Linked DNA regions of Mus musculus: region 2 is linked to region 1. The links are chromatin contacts, called in public promoter capture Hi-C maps. All regions are on one chromosome and are shown on one strand. Each heading gives the region's core, a stretch centred on a gene start, on an enhancer-like site or on the middle of the called end of the contact. The rest is flanking DNA. Distances are from core to core; before and after follow the strand shown.

Region 1 (5,438 bases), core at 2,406-4,905:
CACAAACACTGGCTCTGTAGAAAGAGGTAGGGCTGGCTGCCCTGCCCACCCCAGGCTCAGCTCCTAGTGCTGGCATAATTGGGTGCCCACACTCGGCATGGGGTGGGAAGAATAAATGGAGGTCTATCCTCTTCTTAAAACCCACTGTGTGAAAAGTTCCTCACCTTCAAGAGGTTATTGTCAAGTTATTCGTTCAAATAAGATTCACCACTACATTGAACAAACCCTCAGGTGTGTTAAAGTTTCATACCATGCTAGTGAAGAAATAAAAACACAAAACAGACAAACATTTCCCAGCTACCCTGCAAAACAACTCCTTAGTCTCTTAATAATAACAAAACAGACACCTACTGTTCTACCCAACAAGTTACTCTTAGGCGTTTCCCTCAGAGAAATAGAAATGCCCCCCAACAGAAGCCTGAGCAAGATGCCAATAGCAACTGCCTAGGACAGGAAACATTCAATAGAGCTGGGTTAGATTATGCTATGTCCTTACAGATAACTGAATCAACAAACTGGGGATATACGCCAAGAACATCATGCTTCATGGGACGAGTGGGTCCCCAAAGGTCGTATACTCTTCAGCTACATTTCTGTATATAACTAGAATAATTATTGTGTAAAAATGCTGATTTCTAAGAGACTGTTTGGAATAGTGAGAAAGTGGGATGGGTTGGGGAAGTCTCGAGAGTAGCGAAAGGGGGGCTTTTGTGTGATGGGACAGTCCTGAGCCTCAGTTGCTCTCAGATAAATCTACTCCAAATGGGAGATCTGTCTTCCCAACCTGTTTCCCGGTTTGAAAACAATGCTGGTTAGGAAAGACATGGCCACTGGGAAGATGCAGGGAATACAGGCTCCTGTTAGAACCATCACTATCACAAAATAAAACATTTTAAATGTGAATTTTAATGCTGAAGATTGGGAGGGAAAGCACTGTGGGCAACAAAGGTCACTGGAGTAGGCTACTGGGAGCCTGAACCACCTTTGCTGTCATCTCCAAGAACCACCAAAAGCTAGAGCCACCTCCAAGGTGGCTCATGGCTAGCAAGGGAGAGCTTGTCTGATGTGATCTGACAATGGATCTGCTCACTCTTGGTTTCCATGTGGTGCTCCACACATGCATACACACGCGCGTACACACACACACACACACACACACACACACACACACACTCACATACACATGGTGGTTAGGAGAGGTCACTGTAGACACCATGTGTCTATGTCACCCTACTGAAGAATCACTGCATCCTAGTACTTGGGCTCTGCTTTCTGTGCTCTGCACAAGTGTCCTGGTCTCCCTGCTTTCTAATGCCTTCTATACAGACTTTTGTCTCAGACCAGAGGGCTAAGGGTCAGGGGTCCCTGGAGGCATGGTGCTTTTACACTGCCCCAGTGGACAGTGGAGGGAGAAGACATCAGAGCAGCAGAGCCAAAGAAGGGCCTGGGACAAACTGATTCAGCACCCAGAACAGCTTCCCAGCTTCTTCTGCCCATGACATCAAAATCTGATCTTTTCCCTTCCTTTCCCATGCTCCATACAGGCACACACATTATCCTGGAGTTCTTCTATGCATGCTCATAGCAGGTACAAGAAGCATGTGCAGAATAATGCACTCAACACACACACTCAGATACAGATATTTTACACACACACACACACACTCAGATACATTCATACATACACACACACTCACACACACACTCACACACATGTTCACACACAGACTCACCCATGCACACAGACCCCCCCTCACTTGCATATGCACACACACACACACACACACACACACACACACACACACACAGATGATGCATGTGCTCCGTCTGTGAACACAATTCTGCATTTTCTAAGTTTTCATCAATGAATGAAGATGACTTCCAAATGAAAACTAGAGTTACAGCGAGCAAACACAGACAGGGCTAACTGCAACAAGGGTCTGTCACAGCCGGCCGGCCAGTGCTTTCTCCAAAATACCAAGATGGAGGCAGAGGAACCGCCCCTGACTGAAGGGGAAAGGACAGCCAACACAATCAGGAGTTTTGACCTGGCTCCTGGGCTAGGGAAAGGATATTAGTGGGGAAATGAGCAAATAGAACAACAATGGTCAATGGCAGAGTGCTAACTTTAACTTCCTGGTTTGGAGAGCCCTGTGGGGTTCCGAGTGAGGAGCAGACTTCCTATGCTGCCGCTATGGCTTTAGGAGAAATCTAAAACTATTTAAAAATAAGTCAAGAAAATCAAATCAATGACAATGACCTCATCCCCTCAAAGTCCCAGGACACCATGAAAGTACTTTTCCAGGAATCCAACTGCAGGGGACAACTGTCAGCACCTCTAGTGACAACTCTCTACCTGGCTGCTCTCCTGCCTCAGGAATCCAGCCTTCTTCCAGGGAGTGACAGGCCTAGACCCCTCCCTCCTCTGGCCAGGACAGTGTGCTGCATTCTAAAAAATGCCCCCAAACCTCTCTCCAGCCACAGAGACCCCTGGGAGGTAGCCACTCCTCTGATGATGATTTGCGTGACTGGCAAGCTCAATAGAATGTGGCAGAGCCATCCTGTCACCCATGCGACTGTTCCAAAGTGAGGCCCACACCCAGGGCCTGGCACACAGCTCAGGATCTGATCAGCTTGGCTGGATGCCCACGTTTGTGGGGGACTGGTGCTAGAAGAAACCTGCCTCTTAGGTGGAGTCTCTATCAAGGCCACCCACCTGTGGGACCCACAAGGACGCTTCCCAAGAATGGCTGTTGTTTAAGCAATTTGCCTAAAGGTCACTCAATGGGACCTAACCTTCCATGAAGACCAGAAGGGAAAGCGTTGGCCACACCCATTTTATGTAACCTGTCCTACTCCAAGTCTTCCTCCCCGCCCAGAGGCAGCATGGTCAAATTCAGGGCTAGGAAGAAAATTTCACCCACAAACTAGATATTACAGGAGGCGTGGCAGGGAGTAGGGGAGGTGGATAGTAGCAGGAGCCAGCTGAGGAAATACTGAATGCATTGCCGAGTGCTGGCAGGGTTCAGCGCCTAGTTCTGCTCTGCCGTGTCCCAGAGTCGGGCAGCAACAAGTTTCCCAGAGTCACCTGGGCGGTTCAGATTGTTTTATGGACGATGCTGTCATGAGCTCCCTTCGGCAGGGAACACACGTAAATCAAAGTTCAAAGTCAGCTGATGTGATTTGAGAAAATACTGGGAGACCTTCTTTCAGAAGGCCCTTTAGAGAGACCCCTAGTTCTTTGAACTTTAGTAAAGTACAAACAGCTAGGGGGAAAGAAACCAGGCAGTAGAAGTTTCTTAGAGGTCTGGATAGTCTAGAAGGTGGCTGGACCCCTCCAGCAAGAAAGTGGCCTGGGGATTAGCTCCTCATCCTTTGGGAAAGAGGAAAACTTGCTCTAGAGGAACCCAGCCTGGGAAACCCACAGGGAAAGAGGGAGCCTGAAGTTAACTGCCAGCGAGGTTCCCTGCCGGGTCTGCCCCTCCCTCCCCGCAGGTGGGGGCAGTCAACTCACCAGCTCCGGTAGGAAGAAGGCAAAGGGGATGGTGAGGAACAAGGCGGCGACCCCCGAGGGCACGTCAGGCGGGGCGTAGCTGGTGGCCGGCGGTGTGTCCCGGGAGGCCATGCTGTCACCTCTGCTGGCGTCTTTACTCCGTAGCACTCGCCTGCGCCCGCAGCTGTTCAAGAATCACCTCCCGCCCGACAGACAGACACACCCATCGGTCGGAGGGACGTCGCCTGGGAGGGGAAAAGAAAGGTTCCAGTAGAGCGGGGGCCCTTCTGTGCACTGTGCTAGCCAGGAGAGGGGACAGGACCAGCCTCGCAGAGGGTCTTTCTAGACTTTCCCTGCTAAGGAACTTTGAATGCTGGAGCAAAGGACTCCAGAAGAGATGAAAGGAACAGCTTTGTATGTATGCTCCTGGTGATCTCTATGCTCAGAGTGTAAGCAAGGGCTCTTTTGCTAAGATAAAGATTGTTTACTGAGGACCTACTGTGTGGTTAGCCACCTTCAGACACTTCTGAAGTTCAGATAGACCACCACCACGTGGCTTTGTTGTACCTTTCCAGTTAAGGTCACAGAGTGGTCACAAAAGCAGCATCTGCTTTTGTCCTCAGAGTCTAAATGAAGGATTGGAGCAGCCTGGTTTTCACCTCCCTCCTCAGGTACTCTGAGTCCCTCTTGGGTCCTCCTCTCACTGTCGTTCTAGTCCAGCTAGGACACAGGGTTGGGACCAGGCAGTTCCTTCCTGCTTAGAGCCTGGGGCTGGCTGCTTGGCTGTGCTTCCAGACCCAAAGCTCTTCCTTTCACACAACGCCAGGCAGGGCTGGAGACTGGGCCACCTTCTTCTTTAACAACCCACTAACCTTGGTTTGTTTTCCCACCGCCCTGAGGGAAGGCCTGGCGCCCCAGAGCCTTCTTCCTCCCCTCTTCGGCTCCAGCAGGCCAGTTGAAAAGCCTCCTCAGGAGTAGGAGAGGAGGCATGGAAGAGTTGTCCCAAGGACTGGGGGATGTCCTGCACAAGAGCCCTGTGTCTTGTTCCTTAGCAACAGCAGGGAATTCCAGGGCCTGTCCTGGGCAAGGTGGGAGGAGTAGCTGGTTCGCTCTGCCTGGTCTGGAGCAGCCAGCAGAGTCTGGATACATGAAGCTTGAAGCCAAGGCATTGCAGGGAAAGGCAAAGATCTTCCCAGCAAGCTTCCAGACAGCCTGTCCTCAACCTTTTCCAAGTCCTAGAGCGTATAGTTCACAAGCTCAGGCCCCCACACTGCTGACAGAATGGATCCAAAGCCACCCACCTTTTCTGAATGTCACACACAAGTGCTATGTCTCTCTTTGGGGCTGTGGCCCCCTTGGATGTGACCATAATCTACATGGGGCGTCAGGGAAGATGGGGCAGGGTAAGAGGTACACACAGGTTCCAGGGATTGAGCCCAGCCACCAGGCTTGAGGGACGGTGCCTTTACCTGATAAGCCATCTCACTGGCCTGGAAAGTATCAATTCTGAGTAGACTGTGACGTTAACTATGCACACTGTACTTCCTAGAGCAGCTTCTAAACACGTTCTAGTGACACAGAGACACAGATCATCACTGGTGCTCTTTTTGGATGCTAGCCTCACTCCTGATTCACTGAGAGATCCCGTCTCAAGGGATTATGTCAGAGCATGATAGAGCACACATCTGTATATACACATATTCACATACTGTGAATTCACAGTATGCTGTGCTCACACACGCAAGTTCCAGCAAAGAAAATTTCTACCAGTCAGGAGCTTGTGGCAGTCGAAATGAAGCAATAGTATCGTGGATGATAAAAATATGGGCAAAGTATTACTATGGTTGAGAGCAAAAATCATAGTGCTATTGGGTAATATTTTTAGTTTATATATATCTAATACAAGGACCGCCATATGGGGCAAGAGAGAAGTAAAGAGACCCTA
Region 2 (5,598 bases), core at 1,902-4,401, 700 kb after region 1:
GGATGGGGAGGGAGATGGGGAGGATGAGGAAGGTTAGAGTGATAATGACAGCTAAAACCCAGTTTCCTGAGAGGACCAAGAAGCAGTCTCCATTTGCCTAATAAGCATGACCCTGGTGAGTGCAGAGCCTGCTATAGATTGAGACCTCAAAGAGACCTTGTTTCAAGGACAGTATCCATTCTTGATGAAATACCACAGGGCTAGGGAGCCCAGAACAGATGCAAGAGGCTGGTGACATCTCTGAGGACATACCTGTCCTGGTGACAGTATCTCCTGGCAACTGGTATATACCCCAAGGTCTTCCCAAGGTTCACAGTCATAAGAGTCTCACTCTTCCTCCACAGTGAGGAAGGCAGGACACCAGGCAGGACCTTCAAGCTCTCACAGCACTTCCACCAGAAGCAGACAGAGTTTGTGCTGTGGAGACCTCTGCACAAAATGTCTCAGGGCAGATATCCCATGATGATGAAGACAAGAGGAGACAGGGCCACAAGTCCCAGGTTAGTCCCAGGTTGAGCCTACCATGACAGCAGGATTCTGGGCAACTTCCACTGTCATCAAGTCTGAAGCACTTTCTGTTTGTCACAGTGCTAGGTTACAAAGGTAACCGTGTACATCTTTCCCTGGGTCCTGGTAGTCTGAACTCAGGTCCTGCTGCTTGCACGTCACGCTCTTTACTTACCATGGAGCCACCCCCTCAATGCACAAACTGTGGTTTCGGGCACCCGTTTTCACACTTGTCCTTAGTCTTTTTCCTGCCTTGTTCAATAACTCTCTTCTAATTACTTAAGAGACCCGTCAGTCCATCCCTGCTATTTCTTATGGTAAGAGGCCATTGGCTGTCAGAATCCACATGACTGCCTGACCTCTATATGACGGATCAAAATCAATGCCTAAAACAAAACACAACACCACCAAGCCATAATCCAGCAATCCTCACATGAGGTTTGAAGACACAAAACCCAGCGATAGGCTCACTGCTGTGACCTGCATATATGTGACGACATGGGAACCCATGTAAGTGTGCTCAGCCCACAGACATACTGTGCCACAATTCTTGATCCCATGACGTGGCATTTCTCTGGTTACTTGGACAGCTTACTTACCAAGAGCACCAAACCAACTAGGAATGATGGGCTCTCTCTATTGGCTACCTCTGGCTTGTCAATCACTTTCTGTAAAAGTCCTGTGGCCAACTACAAACATGCAAACTATGTGCCTTCAGAGGACTGGAAACTAAGTGGACCAGGGAGAGGTAAGATACTGGAGTCCTGCCTCCATCCAGGCCCTTTCCTGAATTCCTGGCAGGTGCTAACTCCTTGGGCCCCTTGCGCGGGGGTAGATGAACAATGATCTAGAAGTCCAAGGTCTCCAGAAGTGGGTCAGCAGGACCTGGGGCCCACTGGCCTCCCTTCTAATCCAATCTTAATCTTGCTATCCAAGTTTTGTGGCTTCAGGGTGTGGCCCCAGAGAGCTGGGACCCACCCACAGTTATCTAAACACAGATAAACAATCTTCAGGCAGAGCCACAGAACTAGCCAGGAAAAGATTCAAACCCTGTGTTGACCTGTGAAGCCTTTGGCGACTCCTTGGGTTCCGTGTATAGAACTGCTCTAGGATAGGAATTCTTCTCAAAGGTATTTGGAGGCTTTCTTTCTCTGAAGCTTGCACTCTGATTTATTTAAGCCAAGTTAGTGCCTGCCTCTTGTGGAAGCCAGCTTCAAAATTCATGTCTCACCCGATTCTCCCAATCATAAGGGTGTGAACTATTTCAAAGGGTGGGGTGCGACTGCGGCTCTAGACTACCCTGGTCCTTCCTGCACCCCAGAGTTCGTTTAACAAACTCTGTGCTCGGTCAGGGGCAGGACCCAAAATGATTGTCATCAGCCCAGGCATGCTGAAGAAGCCGAACACAGTATTCCTGACAAGGAGACAGCCAAGAGACCTCTCAGGTACATTCCAGGAGAAAGCTGAACGTGTGTGACTATCCTCTTCACAGAGGGCCAGGCAATGCTGATATCATGCAAAGACCCGAGCCGGCAAACTCCTGTTACGCTCAGAGTGAATGGAGCTGCTCTCAGGGCTCATTCAGTTAGGTTGCTGACTCATTCTTAACCCGGGAAGCCCCACACGCCCCAGTGAGTTGCTCAGAACAGGCTCCTGTCTTCCCTGCAGCCTGCTATGCAGCTTTTTAAGCAAATGACCGCTTTTTAGATTTGCTTTAAAAGTGGCACAGCAGTTACTGTAACTGTTTATTTGACAGTAAAGATGTTTGTAAGAATAGCAGTAACTCAGCCCACTCCCTTCCCCCATCTTCCACCATGCCCTTCCTGGTCCCTAGCCTGTGGCTTTTCTTTCTGCTTTTGAACACATTTTCCACCTGGAGCGTTAAAGGGAAGCACGGGATGTAGCGTGTTCAGAGAAAAGACAAAATTCTGCCTCGCTGCCATACTTCTTGCCCTGAAGCTGGACAGCTCAGGCCTGGCTGCCTGAGTCAGAGACCAGAAGCTGCCCCCGGGGTTGGCTCTTCCTTCTGCTTCTTAGGAGCGGAAACTAGTTCAACCTCAGTGCCCAGTTAACACAAACTCACCCACCTCCGTCTCTGACCTTCACTTTAGCTTCTAGCTAGGAATCCGTGGTGGCTTCCTTCCCAGGCAAGCCTCACGCTCTCCTCTGAGACAGCATAACACACAGCCACCATCCACAAGGCACAGCTCAGAAACTTCCTCCAAGAGTCCCGCAACAGACACAACAGGTGGGCTGGAGGCAGAGGGAGCCACTTTTCTGACCTCACAAAACCTTCAAAGTCTGGGAGAAGCAGTGTCTACCCCAGAACACAGCAGCTGTCACAGCTCAGAGGTGCACGGAAAACATCTTTGACTGAGAGTACTCACCAGGGAGAAGCTGATAGACGGGTCCGCCTGCCTTCCCAGCCACTGTGCTGTGAAGATCCCAAGATATGCGCAGCTTGCCTGGAAAGTCACTTTGAAACTTAGAAAGCAGACACTGCAAAGTCACCCAGTCCCCTCATTCTCAGAGATGTCCACATGATTAGGAAAAAAAAAAAAAAAGACAAGAAAAGAAAAAAAAAAACTGCAAAGCAGACACCTCAGTCTTCATTGTCACTGGAACCAGATGACTCGTGCTGACTCAGAGCCACCACTTCCTCTCCCGACATTCTCTTCATACTTTGTGAGCCCGCCTGGTCTGGTTCCCAGGGTCTCTACCACCCTTCCGGAAAGAGCAGCTTCCCAGACCTTGGGTGTGGAAGCCCCAGGCTTGTAGCCAGTGATCACCCTCATCAGGGAGGAGACGCTTTGGTTAGGAGACTTGGGGGTAACTGAAAATAAAAGGCAGAGATCTCACATGCACACGGGTGCTGTAACACGCTGGCCGTCCACAGAAGAGGGAAGAACCCATTTTTGCTATTTCCTTAAGGCATCTGAGTTTGCTTGGCCCTGATATCCCCTATTTCAGTCCATGATTTTTTTTTTTCTGCACAGAGTTTTGATCTAAAATCATTATATCTATTCTGAGCTGGCTGTTAGCATGTGTGACTTAGTCTTGCTAGGCTAAATCACATGAATAAAAGAACCAAGGAGTAAAAAACAAAGTTATGGTTCTCTAACTTTGAAAGAATCCTGAACGTTTCCATGCAAGAACCAAGAGCCCGCCTCTATGTCTGAGTTTTCTTTTGAATGATGCAGAGGGCGGGGCTGTCTTCCGCAGCTTCAAGCTTTTTTGAACTATGAGAAGTACTCCAGAGAAAGCGGAACCCATGTACCACTGAGCAGCCTCTGGTGAGGCCAGGTAGGGTTGCTGTGATTGTTGATATCTTTGCCCACCCCTCCCTGCCCCCAAAAGTCAGCACTGTCCAAAAAAAAAAAAAAAAAAAAAAAAAAAAAGCAGAGGTTTCACTTTTGAAACGTACATTTCAGTATATCAGAGAATCTTAACACAGCATACGTAAGAGCAGATATGTGTGCCAGAGAGTCTCTTAAACAGGTTAGGGAAAAGCTAACAGTATAGGCAGGGAGGAGAGAGAATTTGGGGGTACAGGGGCAAGGGAAGAAACTCATCCATTCATAGGTCAAGACCCCTCTGAGGGTCAAATGACCCTTTCCCAGGGGACAACCAAGACCATTGGAAATCACAGATATTTATATTATAATTCATAACAGTAGCAAAACTCCAGTTATGAAGTAGCAATGGAAATAATCTCCAGTTGGGGCTCCCCACAACATGAGGAGCTTATTAAAGGAGTAGCAGGGCTAGGAAGGTTGAGAATGTTCAGTCCTAAGGAGACGGAGGATTTGGCCTTGGCAACAGCTTGCAAGTACATTGTCCTCTAAAGCCTCCAAACACCAGTCCAGCTCCTCCAGGACATCGTGTTGTTTGAGCAGGCTATCTAGCACAGTCTGCCCAGACTTCCGAGAACAGCAAAATATATGAGGGGAGGGCTTTTCAATACAAACCATAACTGGTTATCATTAAAAGACCGATATACTTGGCCCATTTGCAAAATCCAGACAATGGTAGTTCCTTCCTCTGTATGAAAATGAAAAGCTAACTCCAGGGTCTGTAACTGTGGTGAGTGTCTCTGTTCTCTTATACCACTGAGCAGGTCAAAGCTGGCCTCTGACAATGTGTGTGGTTTGCTGTTGAAAGTTTTCCTACCAGTATAGTATTTGAGTCACGGGCCACAACCAAAAGTCTAGGCTCAAAGAGACGACTTGCACACTAAAGAGGTAACCTCTTGTTAAAATTCAGAGCCTATGAATAAAATGCACGACCACAAACGGTTATTTAACAATGCGGACAGTAGTGAAGACAATGGCAGCGTACTGAGAGCAAAGGACAGGAAGTGTGGAGTTCAGTCATTCACAGACTCAACAAATGTGGTCCAGATGCCAGGCTCTGATGCTGAGCCTTGGGAAACAGCAGGGGGTGGGGTCGGGAGGGAAGGTCCCCTGTGCTCAGGAAGCTTGTATTCTCAAGGGATAGGACAGAAAATAAGCACACAGGACGAACTCGAGATCATGATGTGGTCAGTGTGAAAAATTGCTAATAAAGTCAAAGCCATTGAGATGAGTGGGCTGCTGAGACAGGCCTGGGGCTGGGGAAGGAGGCAAGGAAGGGGCTGGGCTGCTGTGCCTGCTGGAATAAGATAGCATGAGACAGGCTGGATTATATGAGAGTGGAGGGGTCTGATTGGAATTTTCCAAGGATAACACTTGCTAAAAGCAGAGCACATGGGAGTCTGGTCACCTCCACTTTGGGTCTGATGAGGGTGATGGAATCCAAGCAATGTGTGCAGTCAGAGGTGTGGGATGGGTTGGGTAGCCCAGTGGTAGGTACAGATTACTCCAACAGAACTCTTGGACTTTAGGGTTGAGGAGCAGAGTGGTGCCACCTGCTAAGAGGAGGAAGGTTGAGGGAGTTGAGGGAGGAGACAGTCCAAGTGAGGAAGACATCAAGAACACCGGCTCCGTTTCCGCTGCTGTTTGGCTTTGCCTATCAGATGTCACGTGGAGATGCTTATAAAGATGTTGGTAGACTTTAAATGCCAGGAGTAGGTTTGTGTTGAAGATTTCAGAG

The links. Capture Hi-C pulls out chosen DNA fragments and counts their contacts.
Region 2: a promoter capture Hi-C map of adipose tissue shows a contact between it and region 1, with 6 times the contacts expected there. The contact joins the promoter of Morrbid here to the promoter of Mall in region 1. A contact is called at or near these places in 2 of 39 promoter capture datasets (hippocampal neurons and liver), 1 of 115 datasets of contacts at active chromatin or transcription factors (pancreatic cancer cells) and 2 of 9 other capture datasets (adipose tissue and embryonic stem cells).

Annotation. Positions count from the first base shown.
Region 1 is chr2:127,726,242-127,731,679 of GRCm38.p6, forward strand. It overlaps Mall (mal, T cell differentiation protein-like), which reads right to left and starts at 3,656. Exons shown (of 4, transcript NM_145532.3): 1 at 3,515-3,656. The coding sequence starts at 3,625.
Region 2 is chr2:128,426,200-128,431,797 of GRCm38.p6, forward strand. Morrbid (myeloid RNA regulator of BCL2L11 induced cell death) reads right to left here and starts at 3,152. Exons shown (of 3, transcript NR_028589.1): 1 at 2,895-3,152. Gm36154 (a long non-coding RNA gene) reads right to left here. Exons shown (of 3, transcript XR_374969.3): 3 at 4,598-5,598.